2 separate regions of the Sus scrofa genome follow, and region 1 is linked to region 2. The links are chromatin contacts, called in public Hi-C maps. All regions are on one chromosome and are shown on one strand. The core of a region is the stretch at or near the end of the contact, and the rest is flanking DNA. Distances in the headings are between cores, read along the strand shown.

The links. Hi-C and Micro-C count contacts between places; a contact is called where the count stands out from the background.
Region 1: a contact with region 2 is called in a Hi-C map of retroperitoneal adipose tissue, with 2.1 times the contacts expected there. The contact joins the promoter of SP9 here to the promoter of DLX1 in region 2. A contact is called at or near these places in 1 of 5 promoter capture datasets (liver) and 9 of 47 Hi-C or Micro-C datasets (epiblast stem cells, fetal skeletal muscle, heart right ventricle and 5 more).

What each region holds. Positions count from the first base shown.
Region 1 is chr15:80,322,766-80,327,090 of Sscrofa11.1, reverse strand. SP9 (transcription factor Sp9) reads right to left here and starts at 1,642. Exons shown (of 2, transcript XM_021075752.1): 1 at 1,505-1,642; 2 at 1-508. The coding sequence starts at 1,525.
Region 2 is chr15:78,184,364-78,188,466 of Sscrofa11.1, reverse strand. DLX1 (homeobox protein DLX-1) reads right to left here and starts at 1,771. Exons shown (of 3, transcript XM_013984283.2): 1 at 976-1,771; 2 at 116-315. The coding sequence starts at 1,288.

The sequences.
Region 1 (4,325 bases), core at 393-2,892, 2.1 Mb before region 2:
CCGCGCCATTGGTCACCTCGCCCGCCGCCAGCGTCGAGTGGAAGCCGGACTTGTACCACGACTCGTACGGGTGCGCCATGCCCACGCGCGGGTACAGGCCGTCGGCCGCCGTCGTGTGCACCTTGGAGATGAAGGCCGACTGGCCGCCCGCCTCCTGCGGGGACACCCCGGCCGCCGCCGCCGCGGCCGCCGCCGAATTGGAGAAGAGGCCGCCGTAGTCGCTGCTGAAAGCGGACGACGTGGGGGACGTGGACGCCAAGCAGAAGGCGCTGTTGGCTGCGCCCGAGCCGCCCGCCAGAGCGCCCGAGCCGCGGCCGCCGGTGGCCACGGCGAAGCCCGAGAGGCTGGAGCCGAGGTTGCAGCTGGACGAGGAGCGCTTCCAGGGGTGGAAGCCGCCCTTGGCGAAGGCGCTCGACTCCGGCAGCGTCGTCAGGGGGCTCGTGTTGCCGATCTTGTTGCAGGTCGCCGCCAGCATGGCCAACGGGGTCGTTCCGAAGCGCGGCTCTTCCTAGAGTGGGTGGGGTGGGGGAGGGAGCAAGGAGGAGGAGGAGGGCAGGAAGAAGTGGGAGGAAGACACAAAGTGCACCCGTGAGCAGCCTGGTCCCCCCGCGGCCGGCCCCGGGGGGTCGTGGCTCCCCGGCTCGCGCCTCCTCCCCGCGCTCGCCGAGGATGCGCCGCGCCCTGCGCGGGGCAGAGGCGATCGATCACAAGGGCGAGGGGGCCTGGCGCTGGAAAGTTGTTCTTCGGTGGGGCTACAAATTCAAGATGTCTCGGTTCTCCCCGCCTCAGTCGCAGCAACCCCTGCCCCAAACCGGACTGGAGTCGCCCGCCTTCCGCTCGCCTTAAGCCCACTCCTCTCACAGAAGCCCCCAAATCGCCCTTGGGGTGAAGCACGGAGGTAAACACATTGACAACAAACACCAAGTGAGGGCAGAGACGGCCGAAACAGCGGCCCGGGTGGGGGAAGCTTGAGGTACTCCTCTCAAGGGTGGCTATGACTCGACTCTTATTTTTAATAGAAAACGTTTTAAATGTTTACACACACACACACACACACACACACGATTAGGAAAACAAGAATCCGAGGAGAAGCGTCCCCGCCATGGATTTCAAAGTCACAGACGAACTGGGGAGCCGCAGAAGTGTAAATGTTAACGTGACTACACGGACTGCAAAACGATTAAGGCTGTTTTCTGGAAACACCGCTGTCGCGTAATTGCAACAAGCCCCGAAGCAAGGGGGGTGGGGTATAAATCACGGGGGGAAGAAAAGAAACCTCCAGGTTTTCTTTATAATCAAATAATAAAAGGACTTGCTTAACAAATCCTTTTCTTCCAAGGATTCCAGTAACTTGGAAAGAATCAGTCCTGGAAATGTGGAAAGTGCTAAAAGACGCTGAGGCTGCAGTCCTGCAGCAACAGTTTCTCCGGAGCCGCCGACCCGGAGAAGCCATAAGGAAAAATTACTTCAGTTAAAACAAGCAAATGCCGCACTTCCGACTTACCCCAAGTATAGACGTGGCCATAGCAGGTCCCTGGGCGGCGCGGCGGGGCCGGGAGCGGGGCTGAGCCTGACGGCTGCTCGCGAAAACTGTTCCTACTCCGCGAGCCTCCCGCGTCCCCGCGCTCGCGCCGAGCGGACTCCGGGCTCCCGCCGGCTAAACTCAGCCTAAGTGCGAGGAGCACCCGCTTTGAAGTGCCGCTGGCTGCGCCTCTCACCCAATGAGGGCTCAGGCAGAGCAGACGGGAGCTGCCCCGCAGCCAATCAGACGCGCCGAGGGGCCCGAGCCCGGGCTCCCGGCGCGTGCCAGTCACCGAGGCTAGCGAGGTGGGGGCGGGGGGGGGGTCGCGGGCTAGGGACTGAAGAAATTACAGTGCAATTAAAAATTTACCCACACGCACCAAGCCAGGTTTAAGTATGGTTGAGATGGAGCCACATGCCCCTCAAGCCTCCCCGACACGATGCAAGTTAGAACTGACAGTCCTACTCGACTCTCCACTTGTGGGAAAGGAGGCAGGAGGGGAGGGGGCGCCGAGGCGGAGGCCGCACCAGCAAGGCCCAAGTGGAGACGGAAATGTCAACGCTCACTTTGTGTGTCCAGGCTCTCGCCTGCGGAGCACAACTTCAGCTGGAATCTATCATTCTCACTCGCGATTTTATCACCGTCGTTTGTCTACCCATGTTCTTATTCCCACTGGATTTAGTTTTAATCTCAGAGTCACATTGAGGAGAAGGGGGCGAAGGGACGGTTCCTCCGAGAGGAGAGAAATAGGCCTGTTGGTCCAGGTCTACACCCATTGAGCTGTTAGGAGGGCCTGGAGCCTGCTGCATCCCGCCATTTCCTCTAGCGGTCTAAGTGACTTCCTAATTGTCGCTCTGGCCTCTGACCCAGGGGGTAATACAAGTGCCATTCACAACAGAAGCTTCTAGTGGTAATTGAGGGCACCCTTTGTACCGTTTTGCCAGCGCCTAGATACCAGGTTAACCCAGTTGTCAAATATGACTAAACAGTGGGACGTGCTGATTATCTGCAGGGTTTCGCTGGGGGCTGGCCTGGGGGTGGGAGGCATCAGCCTATACAACACGCTGCACGAAGCCGCTTATTTTCACATTGTAACAACTTTAGAAACCGAGACCAGCGCGAGCCGCGTCCGCCCCCACCGCCACCCCAGCTGAAGCTGCAGCTTGCTCGGCTGTTTGTTTAACCCGATGAAGATTTACATGTCACGTTTCTGCCTGGAATCGAGTTTTCTTGCTCCAATCTACTCCTACCCCATACCGCCTGGGCCTAGAGGCTCCTTTGCAGGGCAAGGGCGCCCGGTTGAGAGATGGGCTCGCCTCTAGCGCCCTGCTTTCGTGGCCTTGCTCAGGGAGCCTTTCTCCCCGACCTCCATCCGTGAGTGCGGGGGACGAGGCCACACGTGGGCGCCTCCACATTTTGCAGGCTGGAAGCATCCTGAAGTCCTCTCCGGATCCAGTCGGTGTGAGAAGACACATCCTCAGATGGACAGCTGCGCGTCCTGGAGCCCCTCAGCACCCGCTGAGCGGTTTGTTTTTCATCCTTCTCGGTCTCCCTTTCTTTTTCTACTTTAAGAAAGCCAGGAGCAGCCTTTGAACCAGAAATACCAGTGCCCTCGACAGACCTGGGTACTGGTTTAATGCACCACATTCCCCTCAAACCCACATCTTGCTTTAAAAGACACTTTTAACCTGGAACCTCAAATGCTTGGGTGCAAAAGACGAGTTGTTGAGGAGGCGGGGCAAGTGAGGAGGACGTGGAACTGTGCCCCCAGCCTTTCCTTCCCTCTTTTTGCAATATCTCTTGGCCCAAAGTGCCACCACCGTGGCTCTTCTCTCGGCCCCGAGATGGAGCCTGCGTTCATCCTGGTGCACTCCAAAGGTGGCGAAGGCTATGTGGGTTGCTTTCTTTGCTTTTCGTTAGAGTACTTTGCTCAAAATGCTCCCCCCACCACCACCACCTCTTTGGGCTAAGGTGGCGAAAGCACCAAGGAAAGTATGACAGAGAAAGAGAAAGGAGGGAGGGGAGAGAGTGAGAAAACTCGCGCGGCTATAATGAAGCTGTGTGCCCTGGGGGATTGTGATAAAAATCGACATGGGGGACAGGGAGGGGGGTTGTGAAAGTGCCCGGGGGACCCGGGGTGGAGGGGTGAGGGGGAATCCAGGTAGCCCAGAACAGCCAGAAAGCCCGGTAGGGGGACCCAGGAGCCGTTCCCAACAGGTGAATTCTGCCCTGGAAGGGCAGACTGGTGCTCGGTTTCCCGTAGAGTCTTCGCGTCGATTTACTAATAGAGGGATTGTTAAGTGGCAGCGAGGCGTTTCCGACTCACCCAGTGCAGCCCCGGGAGGAGAAGCGCGGAGGTTTCCCCCATCCACCTCCTCCCCCACCCCCAACCCACCCTCTCCTTAAGGAAACCTGACAAAGTCGTAAATAAGACAATCCGAAAAGCCACTTAGCACTGGTGACATTTTCCAGTCAACCATTTAAAACAGTTCACGCTGGCACCTCAGGCTGCCGGCGCAGTGATTGCCTTCCTCTTCTCCTTCTCCTCTTCCTCCCCTCCCCCTTCCTTCATTTTCAATGTAGTTCCAGCTGTCAGACTCTCTACGTGGACACCCGGATATTCCTTTAGATACACACAACCGAATCAAATGAAAGTTAGGAAATCTTTCAAAGGATCACAAGCAGACGCCCCGAACACTTCAACTCTAAGGTGGGGCCCCGAAAGAAATCTTTCAGAAGAAGTCCAGTTTGTGTGTGTGTGTGGGTGGGTGTGTGTGTGAGAGAGAGAGAGACAGATTTTTTT
Region 2 (4,103 bases), core at 522-3,021:
CGCACGCACGCACGCACACGGACCCCTGAGGCACATAGAGCAAGAAATGGAACTCTGGGCGCAGGTGGGCCAAGGGAAGCCTGCTTGGCGCCACGGTGGGGCAGCGGCGAGGTACCTGCGTCTGCGTGAGTCCCAGGGAGGCCGCGAGCTCCGCCCTCTCGGGCAGAGCTAGGTACTGAGTTTGCTGGAACCTCCGGTTCAAAGCCTGCAACTGCAAACTGGAATAAATCGTCCTGGGTTTACGGATCTTTTTCCCCTTGCCATTGAAGCGCACTTCACCGCCTTCCACCACAGTGCTCTTCTCGGAGTCAGCCCCTGAAGGAACAGCAGATGTGGGGGCCGTTGTTAATGCAAAGGACCAACTTTAGTGCGTGGAGCTGATAGCAAGTGACAGCAGAGGGATGGCAGAGGCTGGGCCAGGAGTGAGAATGCTCAAGAAACTCTGAAAGTCAGGGAAGGGTTCCGCCAAGTCCAAAGGGCAGGCCCCTGGCCGCTGCAAGCGAACTGGGGCAGTTCACAGGCGCGCAACTCTTGCCTTTGCAGGAAAAGTTTGCAATTTTTGCAGGCGGTAGTTGAGGTTTAATTACCCTTAATTGCATACATTGTTTATAGCGCTACGCAATAAATAATTACCGAGACTAATACGTGCACATGTGGGTTTCTGTTTTCCAGCGGGGCATTGTGTTTTCCACGCATGGAGCCGCCCAGAGGCCCAGCCAGTGTCAGGGGACGCTCTCGGATTTATCCTTTGCTGGATAGTTGCAAGTTGGGTGGACATATTATATATTTTTAAAGTATCTTTGCTACGACAGGGATTGATACCCGAAACCTCCCTCTACTGCCTGGCGCCCTCCCCACCCCCATCCCATTTCTCTCTCTCCCCCTCTCTCTCTCTTTCTCTCTCTCTCTCTTCTCTCCCTCTTCCTCTCCCTCCCTCCCTTCCTGTCTCTTCCTCTCCCTGGCAGGCTCACGTACCTGGGTCCTCCAGGCGGCTCTGGGCGAGGCTGGCGCTGCCCGGGTAGGACTGCACCGAACTGATGTAGGGGCTGGACGCGTGGCTGCTGACCGAGTTGACGTAGGGGTAGCCCAGCGGTCGGGAGAAGGACGAGGCCGAGCTGTAGGCGCCGTCGGGCTGCGAATGGCCCGCCGAGTGTAAACAGTGCATGGAGTAGTGCCCGTGGGACATGGGAGAAGGAGACATTTGCTGGTTGGGCGGCCCAAACTCCATAAACACCGCCTTGCCCGACACGGGGCTGTTGAGACTTTCTGGCATGGTGGTCATGGTCATCTCTTCTCGCGGGGTCTAGGTGTGGGTCTCTCTCTCTCCTCTGCTTCCCTTTTTGGGGTCTCTGTGTTTCTCAGGACAGGAAGGAACCCAATTTAAGCGGAACAGGGGTTTTCACTTTCCATTCATAAGAAAATGGAGTTTGCCTCTTTGAAAAGTCTAAGCATGATGCTGCCGAGCTCCCCAAACTCGCTTCAAAGCTTTGACTCAGCCAAGGTCATAAATATTCATGAGCTGGCGGAGCTGATTGGTCCGCTGTCTTGCATAATCACCGGGGATTGGTCCGAGGCGCTCCGGCTCCGCTGGACTAGAGCGGGCGAGGCGGCTCGGCCTCGGGAGAGACGCATCCACACTTCCCGGCCGGGGCTCCTCTGCAACAGAGCGCGCCGCGTGGGGCGCACAATGGGCTGCGGCGCTCGCTCCGGGACCTACGCGGCCCGCGGCTCTTCAGCCTCCCACCTCCCCGGCGCCCCTTACTTCCCAGAAACCAAGCAGCGGCTCCGCTCTGCTGCCCTCCCCCTCCTACTGTCCCCACCCTTTGCCCGCCCCCACAACACCGGGGACCAGCGCACCGCTTCTCCTAGCCGCAGCTACCCAGTCCGGTGCTGAGCTAGGGCGGCTCTCGAGCCTTACTGCGGCCTCTGGAGCCCAGAGTCGCGCAATGGTTGCGCCGGAGGCGGTCAATAGAGCGCTGTCCTCCAGAGAGTCCTGTGCCTTGAGCAGCGCTCTCCTGGCGGCGCCTCCCCGACCTGGGTCCACTCTGCCACATCCCTGGGGGCGTGTTTGGGGCCCTCCGGGCGAACTCACTCACTCGGCCGCCGCGCCGCCGCCGCTCCCTGGGGCCCGCTCGCATTGCTCCAGGCCAAGCTGGCCACTCCAGCTCCAGGCTACACCGGTCTGATTAAAGCAGTGCGCGCGGAGCCAGGAACCCGCGCTTCTCCTCCCAGGAAAGACGGCCGTACCGCCCCCTCCCCCCAACCCACACCCCCCCTCTTTCCCTCCCAACCTTCCTCCGCCTCCCCCTCCCTTCTCCACTCCCTCTGAGCCAAGCGTCCGGCTCACTCGCCCCAAAGGCGCGGCGCAGAGTAGAGCCCAGGAGTTGGCGGGCTCAATTCTGCTTGGGCTGAGGACGCCAGGTGGTCATTTTCCGGCCTCCTGGGGTCTGGCGAGAGCACCCAGGGTGTAGGAGTCCTGGGGGACACCGAAACCCGCGGCAAAACCAGGCCAGTTGTAAGATCGAGTATCTGTGTGTAGACACGTCTCTCATTGTCGCCCAGGATCCTCCTCATCTCCAGGGGTCAAAGCGGGCGCCACTGGGCCTGGGGCAGGGCTGGTGAAGGCAAAAGCTGCCGCGGCGCCTTCTGTCTTCTGGGGCGCTAGGTACAGAAAAGCACACAAAAGCCCCCGCAGCCACCACAACACAACCACCCCCGTGAGGCGTGGCGCGCACCACGCTGGCTGTGAGGGGCTGTTGGTTCCCCATCCCGCCAGCCCCACGGTGAATCCCAAATTACTTTGTTAGGTAATTAGAAAGTGTTGATAATTATTTCTTTCATAATTTAGCGTGTGACGAGAACGGGGAAATGATCTTGTGAAAGTTCACACGTGCAGATGTATTAGTTACTGATTCATTTGATTAAATGGTAGTCTCAAGTGCTCAGATCCGCAGCTGAAGGCGCCCCATTAGCATAACACTGATGTTTAATTTTCATACGCATAATTAGCCATATATTTAACACTAATAGCAACATGCAGCCTTTCAGCGTTAAACAGCCCCGGATTTGATCTGGCCTGAGCTGAACCTTCGCCGAGGCACCTTCCCCTGTCTAGAGTGCGCAGTGATCACAGGACAAACCTCTGTAATCAAGCACATTTTGGCAGAGGGAACACCAATAAAAATGAACATTCAAAACAAATTACATCCGTGCTGTCGTTACAGATATCAACGGAAGGGGCTTCTCTTTTTTAACTTCTGTAGCAGCAGCTGCTGCCCGCGGAATTCCTCTCCTTTGGTTTAAGTGTACGATGTTGGGGGGTAGAAGTATTTCAGGCAGCAGTGGTTGGAGCAAAAAGAAAAACAAAAGCAAAGCAAATCAAAACAACCAATCCTCCAAACCAATAACGGGTTTGCCAACGTTTAAAAAGATTTTTCTTTCTTTCTTTCTTTTTTTTTTTTTTCCTTAATCACCGAACCACACGGTGAGGCTTTGTAGCAACAACCAGCTAATGACTCCGCCACCAGACAACTCCCGGAGCCGTTCCACTCCTCTTGATTGCCGTGTTGCACTTGTGGTTTTAATTGCTCTTTCCTAGCGCCTGTTTTGGGGTACGGAGTGCGGTGCGCCCTGCACAGCAGCAGATGCCGCCGGGGCCCCTGGTCTCCTCGCGGGCCCTGCCCACGTAAGTGATCGCTGCGACTGGCGCGGGGTCGGGGTTGGGACGGATGGAAGTAGGACTGGCGATTCTGGGTGCTCAGGGCAACGCGTGAGGAAACCCGACGGCTAGGCTGTCCAGGGCCAGTTTATTCCAGAGAACTGCAGAGCGGGGAAAAGGGGAGAGGCGGCCTCGGGTCGCGACGGTCTCCAGGGCTCTCGGCCATCCACATCTGGAAGGGGAAATCCAAGTCTTTCTCAGAGCAGGGGACAGGGCTGGCTTCAGGGAACAAAGGACCTGCAAGGGAAAAGGTTTCAGAGCTTATTTTACAAATTAATTATATCTGGGCGAGGGGGTGTCTACCGCTGGAATTATTTCTTAGCCCCAGAGAAACAAGTCCGGGGAGGAGTGGCTGAGCCGCGGCCCTCAGGCGCCAAGATGCCCG